2 separate regions of the Mus musculus genome follow, and region 2 is linked to region 1. The links are chromatin contacts, called in public HiCAR-type maps. All regions are on one chromosome and are shown on one strand. The core of a region is the stretch at or near the end of the contact, and the rest is flanking DNA. Distances in the headings are between cores, read along the strand shown. Region 1 has its middle 66 kb from the start of E130114P18Rik. Region 2 has its middle 120 kb from the start of Gm27521.

Evidence for each region. HiCAR-type assays count read pairs that join an accessible place to other places.
Region 2: a HiCAR-type map of astrocytes shows a contact between it and region 1, with 4 times the contacts expected there. The contact joins two enhancer-like sites. A contact is called at or near these places in 2 of 484 Hi-C or Micro-C datasets (cerebral cortex and cortical neurons) and 1 of 115 datasets of contacts at active chromatin or transcription factors (astrocytes).

Annotation. Positions count from the first base shown.
Region 1 is chr4:97,648,448-97,652,741 of GRCm38.p6, reverse strand. It overlaps a transcript of Nfia not described here. Among named protein-coding and RNA genes, the nearest start is that of E130114P18Rik, 66 kb to the right of the region's middle. Within about 2 kb of position 2,916, at least 108 of the 459 cell types and tissues checked have an H3K27ac peak or open chromatin away from gene starts, as enhancers often do. A contact at or near this core is called in astrocytes, where this site is marked.
Region 2 is chr4:97,036,571-97,041,060 of GRCm38.p6, reverse strand. No RefSeq gene overlaps it. Among named protein-coding and RNA genes, the nearest start is that of Gm27521, 120 kb to the right of the region's middle. Within about 2 kb of position 3,215, at least 11 of the 459 cell types and tissues checked have an H3K27ac peak or open chromatin away from gene starts, as enhancers often do. A contact at or near this core is called in astrocytes, where this site is marked.

The DNA of each region.
Region 1 (4,294 bases), core at 1,667-4,166:
GGAACCCAGGTGGAACACCACTACCTAGGCATACATCTGTGTCTCCCACTTTCTAAACAGCAAGCCTAGGGCACAGTAAGCATTCAAGAAATTGCTGAAAAGAACAAAAGAGTTCAAAGATGTGAGTGTGTCTGCTGTGGTGTGGAGATTTTACTTCACTATTTATACCAAATATTGGGACATTGGGAAAGACTATGGTCATCTTGTAGAAAATTGAACAGTAGCTAATGTTTGTGAGTAGCTTATTTGTTAGGTATTGTGCTAAGAGACTGCGAGATGTGTTCTTTCACTTAATCTCCAAAGCAGAAATCACTTTCATGACTGTCTTTCCATTCCCATATGAGACAAATAGTCCAGATTTTCCTTGTACTAGAATCACAGTTTTGAGCACAGAGCTAAATGCTTAATTGACCCAAACCATCCTCCTGCCAGTCTTTTCTCCAAATCATCAGGACTGAATGGGGGTATGTGATGGGGGGGGGGGGGAGGGGGTTACGACTTTGACGAAGAAGGTCCCTGAGGGCCAGATACACACGAAGCAGATCTTTGCAGTTTGTTAGTACATCCCTTAGAGAGCTGGGCATGTTCTTAGATTCCAGATCTTTTGACTAGAGAAGAGAGTAGTGGACTAGTCTCTGAAAAACTCGTAATATGAACCAAGTAAATTTGACTATGAGGAGATCATTGCCACTGTTACCGATTAGTACAAGTCATCAGATGCCAAGGTTGCTCATGCGGAGACCAGTTCACCTGTAGGAAATCTCCATTTGAACTTACTTGGTGAATCATTTTGAAACATATTTTTACACTAGGAAAAGATGTTGGTAATTATCCCCTAGTTTCTGTATTATTATTATTATAAGAAGGCTTTTTTTAAAGCTTAAAATGAATGGATGTTACCATAAATGAAAATTTATATAGATTAGATTACATAAAAGTGAACAACTTCATGTAAAACACATTTTACATAAAACTAGAGAGCAAACAAAAACCTAAGGAACCGTCTGCCACAAATGTAAACTGAGGTAATGCTCTTAATATATAAAGGTCTTGATAAAATAAACCTTGGTGACGTATGGGTCACCAAGTATGGCGTGTCTATATAATAAAACATTGACTAGTTGCCCAAATGATTCTTTAAAAGGGTATTCAGAGCATAGAGATCTAACCATTTAAATGCTGAATCTACAAAGCAAGCTGTACAATCATGTTCATCAAAATAAGGAGAAGTGCCCACTCATGGCTCTGTGTGCACTGAATGCTTTATCTCCTTAGGCCCCCAAACAACTGAATTGGGCACTTACTTCTGATGTTTTCATTTTGTATTTGAGGAATATGAAGCCCAGAGAAGTTGAGTAACTTGCCCAGTCACATCCAACAAATTCATTGGAGCTGGGATCCAAATCCAGGTGTGTGTGTGTGTGTGTGTGTGTGTGTGTGTGTGTGTGTGTGTGTGTGTGTGTGTATGTGTGTGTGTCTGCAAAGTTGTAACTCTAAGTTTCTACAGGCTGTTTATAACCCAGTGCTGTCTGGGGCTTTGTCTTCAGGCCTTTATATCTATCTTTATACCTTGAAGGCAATTAACACTTGCTCAGCTGTAGGACGTTTAGTAATTGATTGATTGGGAGACTAGCTTTAAAAAGATAGATGGGGATGTCCTGGACAATGTGTGGCCCTTCCCCAGTTTCAGTTTCCCCAGATAAAAAGTGTGGTGGGGAATCATAAGGATGTGTGCTGAGAGGGCTTAGAATCGTGCCTAGAATGGAAGGGATTCAGGACATGACTGGTGACAGAATTGAATGGCATCAGACCTCTGTAATACATGACCAGAGAGAACTTTTACATTTAACACCATTGTAAAAACTGATCTAGTGTTAATAGTCTTTGAGATATGAGGGTATGAAAGTTTAAGTCTGCCTTTCAGTGACCACTCTATGCCCCCTGCCCCTAGAAGAGGGATTGTTCCAAATCTTGTATTTTCAGCAATTTAGATAACTTCTTTCAGTAATTAGGAACTGTGAGAGGTGATGCTAAACCAGGGAGAAAAAAGAAAAATATGGAAGTCTAAGGAAGGTGCGTCTGAATGCCTCTGTTGCTTAGTGCAACATCAGCGTGCAAGAGAATTCTCTGAGTGCTCTCGCCATAGCCTAGAGAGCTCTTCAAAAGTGTTCCTTTACCCACACATGCTTTGCAGTCCACTGTAAGGAGAAATGGCCACTTTTCAGATTAAGTGGGCAGAAACCAAGTCAGCAATAGTCCTCTAAAAGGAACTTGGTGACCAGGGTAAGCAGAGAACGCAGGCCTCTCTAAGAAACCTCAGAGACCTTTAGTCATAATAAGAACTGAAACTCTGAACTGATTATAAAGATCTAGGGGACCCTATCCATATTTGACTCACCCTTGCTCCTGTGTCTAGTAACCACTCACCAGGAATCTGAGGAAGAACCAAGAGAACAGGAAAGAGTCTCTGTGTGCATTAGAAACTATCTGCCATTGGGACAGTCCACCTTCTATATTTAAAGTTTAGCATTTCATCCAGATGCTGGTTGCAAACTTTACAGAGATCCTTGTGCTCAGAGAAGCTGGGAAACTTGACTTAGACGGTTAGATGCTTTGTAGAGCAGACCCAACAGTGAGCTCGCCTATTGTCACTGAGTGGACCAGAGCAGGTAACAGAATGTATTGAGGGATCTTGTCCTTAGTCCTGTACTTACTATTTCGAGTCTCTCTGGAGAATGTACAGACATCATCAGACTGGTCAGGGAAGGATGGCGCTGTTCTTGTCTCAGAGGAAATGACCAATGAGTTAATTTTGGATTGGAGCTGTTTGCTCCGGGATCCGGCACAGGTGGCCTGTGTATAGCAGAAGAAGGATTGCTTATGTTCAGATAGAATGGGATTTAGCCCCATGTGGGTCAGCGTGCCTGTTGCCTAGGAAAGGGCACCTTGGACGCCTCTCAGTTGGAAGATATTATCTCCAGATGGAGTCCTCTGCCTGCTGGCAAAGTCACCAGCATTATTTGGTAATATTTTGATGTGCTATTTATATGGAAAGGGGCTTTATTGGCATATCTTTCACATCATGCACAAACAGCTCTAACTTTTCTTCCTAAAAGGGGTGGCAGCAATGAAGATGGCAAAGCTTGGAAAGGGATCAGGGCAAAGAATTGGCCAGCTATGAGCTCAGGCCCAACACCATGTGTCCTGGCCAGAGAGCCCAGGCCTAGCCTTGATTTGCATTCAGGCTGCATCTCTGGCTGCTGAAGCTGGACTCGCCTGTCACTCTGACGAATCTGGCAAGAGCTCCAGACTCAGGGCTTCAATGAACGGGAAACACTTCTCAGGGCTGGAATGGGGGCAGGGAGGGCTTGGGAGAATTAGCCCAGGATTTCATGTCATGCGTTTGCCTGTTCATTGTCTCCATTTGGGAAACAACTTAAAAGCAAACAAAGAGCTTCACATTATTTTAGTAACCCCGGGAAAACTTCTACAGCTCCTCTTGGAAATGTGTATAGCATTGTTTGAAACCTCTCTCTCTCTCTCTCTCCCTCCCTCCCTCCCTCTCTTTCTCTCTCTCCACTTTAGTCAGCACAAATTTGGAGGCAGAACCAACCCTCGTAATAGCGTATCTCATGCTGCTATCAATTTTCCGCCAGAAGAACATTTTGGGACACAAAGTCCTTTGTCTATTTCCAGAAGCTCAATTCAATGACATTACATGAATGACTACAACACTATAGCATGTTCTGCACCGTTTCAAATTGTAACCTAAAAAAAGAGAAGAACTTGGAACTCCGCCAGAGCATAATGATTTCAGCTCTTAAGAAAATCCAGCAACCATTCCGCTACTCTCAATATTTTCTTGCTGTGGAAATTTAAGAATAGGCTCTAATCAAATAGCACCCCCATCCTCCATTTTGCCATGGTTCCTGTTACTAACCAGCCTCCCATGTCTGTTTTAGGTTAAAAAATAAATAAGTTTACAATACGTTTTTTTTTTTTTTTTTTTTTAAAAAAAAAAACTGGGCTGAATCAGACAATTGTATATTTTAGAAAATGAAGGCAAAATGTAAAACGGGCTAATCATGATTCCAAATTCAATCTTCAGGTCTCTAATTGATCCCATCCCAAAGGTAACATTCTATGCTAATTGACATGCTGAGATGGTTACAATTATGTAAAGTAAAACTAGGCCTGTTGGAAACTGTATGTCTTCATGAAGCACGGGAGATGGCCAGATTTTATAATAGTTGACTGCAAAAGGATGCAACCACTTTGCTCACATTTCCTCCTT
Region 2 (4,490 bases), core at 1,966-4,465, 610 kb after region 1:
TTTTCTAATTTATTCTTCTCTCATACAATATATTCCAACTGCAGCTCTCTCTTCCTCCAAAGCTCGAAAGAGTAGTCAGAAAGTCAGAGATACCCCCACTCCAACTCTCAGGGATTCCCCAATAGAACCATAACATATATGCATAGGACCTAGCCAGACCTGTGCAGCGACTGCTGCTTTAGTCTCCTTTTCACACGTATTTTCAAGCCACCCCTTAGATAGAGAACTGATATGGCTGACTATATACTATTTATAAATACTTCCAGCTTTATAGTATTGATTTATTTTTTCCATTCTATGAGTTCAACCTTTTGGTGCTCTATATATTCCACTAACTGCTTTGAGATCTACGTATACAATAGGAAACAGCACACATATAAGACTCTTCAAAGTAGCTTATAGTTTACAAACTTCTCTAAGTATATATATATATATATACATATATATATATATATATATACATATATATATGGAGGTAAGACAGTCAGGCTCCTGGCTTCCTAATAAACTTTCATTTGCTATGTTACTCCTATCTAAGCCCTAGAAAGGTTTGCCACCCAATCTCCAGTGCCCTAAAAGGAATTGAAATACTCAAAACTATTGAAAACAGGAGCAAACATTGATTTTTTTTGATATGTTGTATTGAGTACACTGTTCTGCACATTATCGGCAGGCCACACTAATAATGTGATGTCCATTCTGGGTGTCTCTGAGCTCTTAAACATAAAACCCATCTAGGATCATTTATTTGTTGGCTTTTTTGTTTTGTTTTGTTTTGTTTTGTTTTGTTTTGTTTTGTTTGTTTTGTTTTGTTTTATTTTGTTTTGTTTTGTTTTTTTCGAGACAGGGTTTCTCTGTATAGCCCTGGCTGTCCTGGAACTCATGGCATTAAAGGCGTGTGCCACCACACCAGGCTCTTGTTTGGCTTTTTTATTGTTCCTTGTTATTTTGCAGTATGGAGGGTTGAACTTGGGGCTTCATGCGTTCATTCCATAACTGAACAATATCTCTGCTTCCTTGTACATATTTGTGATACTTGTAGCATTGGTAGTCAGAAAATATGTTTTTCATAGGAATACAAATTCACCTTTAGTAGGTTCCTCTTCAGCTTGCCAGTATTCTTGGTGGTAGAAGTTTCATGCAGTCTAGAAATGCATGTACTAACTCAGTTCTTATACTTTGGCCTTGCATTTTTAACTTGAGAGGAACATAATTTGGTATTTGCATACTCATGTTCTTATTTGGGAATTTCCCCTTATCTTCTGGGGAAAGGAATGTAGAGATAGGACCAGAGGGAGTGATAACTAGAAAAAGCAGCTAATCTATCTTATCGTATCAGTCCTTGTTAACTGTGGTACCACTAGTAGCTAGGATTCAGTAAAATACCATGGCACTGTTCTCTTCAGCTGAAATGTCTGTCACCAGGACCTCGACTTTGATATTCAGAGGAGCACATGTCACAGTGTCCAAAGATCCACAATCATTAATGAAGTAAATCATAAAAGCAATGCATTTGTTCAAATTCTCAGGTCCAGCCATCACTTTCCTTCACAGGCATCCTTGTGCATCACCTATATTTATAAATTCTGCTGCCCCCTCCCATGCAACACTCTTGAGTGGTGGTTGCCTTATTTGTTGCAGTGTTTAAAGCCAGGCAATCTTCTTAGCCCAGATCAGCTGACTGAACTTGAATGAGTCCCTTTGCTTCTTTCAGCCTCAGCCTCTCCTCTGTTCGAGACTGCCCTGCGATGTAGTGAAGCATACGTTCAGGCTATAGGGAGAGGTGTATGGCTGATTCCATGTAAAGCACAGTAGCTTTCATGTAGTATTTTCCTCAGTAACTCTCTGAGGTTGGAGGCTCCCAACCCTTTTTAAAAATTTCTATCTGACCATTGGACTTCTCCTTGCATTGTAATTGTGTTTATCATGCTGGATATTGTGCAGGCTTCTATACACTTTTAAATGATTATATAGGATAGAGAGAAATCCCTATATTTTAATAAAACATTGATCATTGAGAATTCACCAGTTCTTAATTATTTTTGTTATCATGTTTATTATTATACTCCTGGAGGATTATGTTTAAAATATGCTAGAAACATTATAGAATCGTTTGGTAAGTTGTATCTCTTTCCTACTCTGTTTTCAGTGCCCTGACCTTCTTTTATGAAGCCTTCCCTAGAGGAAGTATTTATACTTTTGAGCCTGACAGAAACTGTAAGTAAGAAATTGATTCACTTTTTGCATTTGAATTAGATATTTGATAAGACTACATGGTGTCATCAAAGATTAAACTATATACAGGATACATCATCAAAAATTTCATATATTTATGAATATTTTCAGTATTCAAAGACTGTAGAAGGCTTCAGCAATGATCTGTCCCATGGAATTAATAAAGGAAGTTTGAGTGTACATTTCTATTGATTTACTTTATCATTCCTTGATAATATAAATAAAAACACCTTCAAACATTCCTAACACTGCCATCCTCATTGCAATGTTCTTTGCTGATCCCGATAGGAAGCAAACACATACACTGATTATGTCACATTAGGCTTGAGTTGCAGCACTAAGTTGGTCAGAATGACAAGAATTTAGCAAAAATGACTGAAGTGTGAGAATTATACCATAAACTTGCCTACTTCACAGGGTGGGTAAATTGAATCTACATATCAGAGTAAAATATAAATCTAGTTATGTAACCACATGTACACCCCCCCCCAGAGATGGTTATTAGATATGTGGTAGCCTACTACTGTCATAAGGACAAATCTAATGTGTAGCCATCTTCTTTCTGGCTCCTGAGCAGATAATAAACAAAGCCTGGGATCCAGATAGCAGCCAAAGAAAATTCCAAGCCACACAGTCTTGCCAGCATGGCTGTGCCATAACTGTGAGTCTCTGGCACCTGGTTACCTTGATCTGTCACAGGCTCAAGAGAATGTGTCATACCCCCATTCCCACTCCTTTAGCAAGGTTCAATGTCTTTGTCCAGCCTCAGCTTGTAAATAAAGTAAGAGAAACTCAGATTTACTGGCATTCGTAGCTGCTCACAGTTCAAGAGTTCTGGAAGGTCTTCTTTCCAGAACTTTGGTTTCTATGGGATGAGTGTCGTCCTGGCTGGTTTTTGGCTCATATCTAAGTGCTGGATCATCTCCATTCATCATTTCTGGGCTGGACAAGATTCTCTTGTCTGAGCTGTGGATGTCCCCTGCTGGAAATGGCTGTTCACTGCAGCTGAGGGAATTGGTACAATTGTGGCAGCTGTGGATGCACTTATGTGTGTCAGGACATCCTCCCTGGCTGATTACATGATTCCCACCAGGAACACAGTCAGAAAACTCACTCTGTGACCCTGCTCTTACACTCCTGCTTTATTGGCAATTTCACCTTCTAAGTTATGATAACCACTCCTTATAAAGCACGGTATGTGTTAATATGACAAGCTCTCAACATTTGTTTCTAAAATCCATAATCTTGTTGCATACAGAATGGATTATCTTATTTAAACTGTCACATATTAATAAATTCTGAGTGGAATTACAGAATTTTATATTGTAAGAGTTCAGGCCTTGAGAATAGGTGGCCCCCATTAGTGTAACTTGCACAGGATATTTGTTTTACTTGTCTTCTTGTCCACAGGGTGCCTCTCCTGATACAGAGAATACACAAAACCACTTGGCTGTGGTTTTTCATCCTCAGGTGCAATTTTTTTCTGCTCTTCATCTTTCATTCTATATGTGCTCATTTGCAGCATTCGTGCCAGTGGGCTTTGCTTTGTTCTGCTTTCTATGTATCTGATCAAAATCCTCTCCCTTTTCAAAGCCTGCTTTTTTTTTTTTTCATCAGAAAATTTAGGGAGCTTTACTAACTGACTTAATTTTCCTTCCAAATGTAAAGTGCTGCTGTGACAGGCATCCTATGTGAAAGACATTCTGTAGTCCATGTTTCTGGGAAAATTCTCATTGATGAAGGAAACAAAATTCAGTTGTGTACAACTTATAAGATTATAAGAGGTGAGAGTACAGGCTAGTTCTTGGTCTGGACTGTCATTTGGGAGCATACTTTTCAAGACAAAAGCCACTAATCACTTATCCAAGACATCAGAGGATGGGCAAAATCAACCGTCCAGTGTCCAGCTGAATCACAGTTGCTGATTGTTCCAGCCAGTTGGGAGTTTTCACCATGTGATCAGCCCAAAGGCATTTCTTCAGCTGCCAGCACAGAGGCTTGTCGAATCTGCTAAGAAACCAGATGCAGCAAATACATATCCTCTACAGCCTGGCATCTGGGGTTTGTGCCTGCCAGCTGAGGAAAAAAGCCTGGGCTGCATGGAGCTCAGGGTGGAGATGTGGAGATCATAGACAGAAAACAGTGAGATCATCACATGTTTCTCATTGTGCTAGAAAAAAAAAAACCCTATTGTTGGAGAGCATGTGAGAACTTTGTAAGAACCAGATTAAGTATGCCTGGATTACATGATGGAA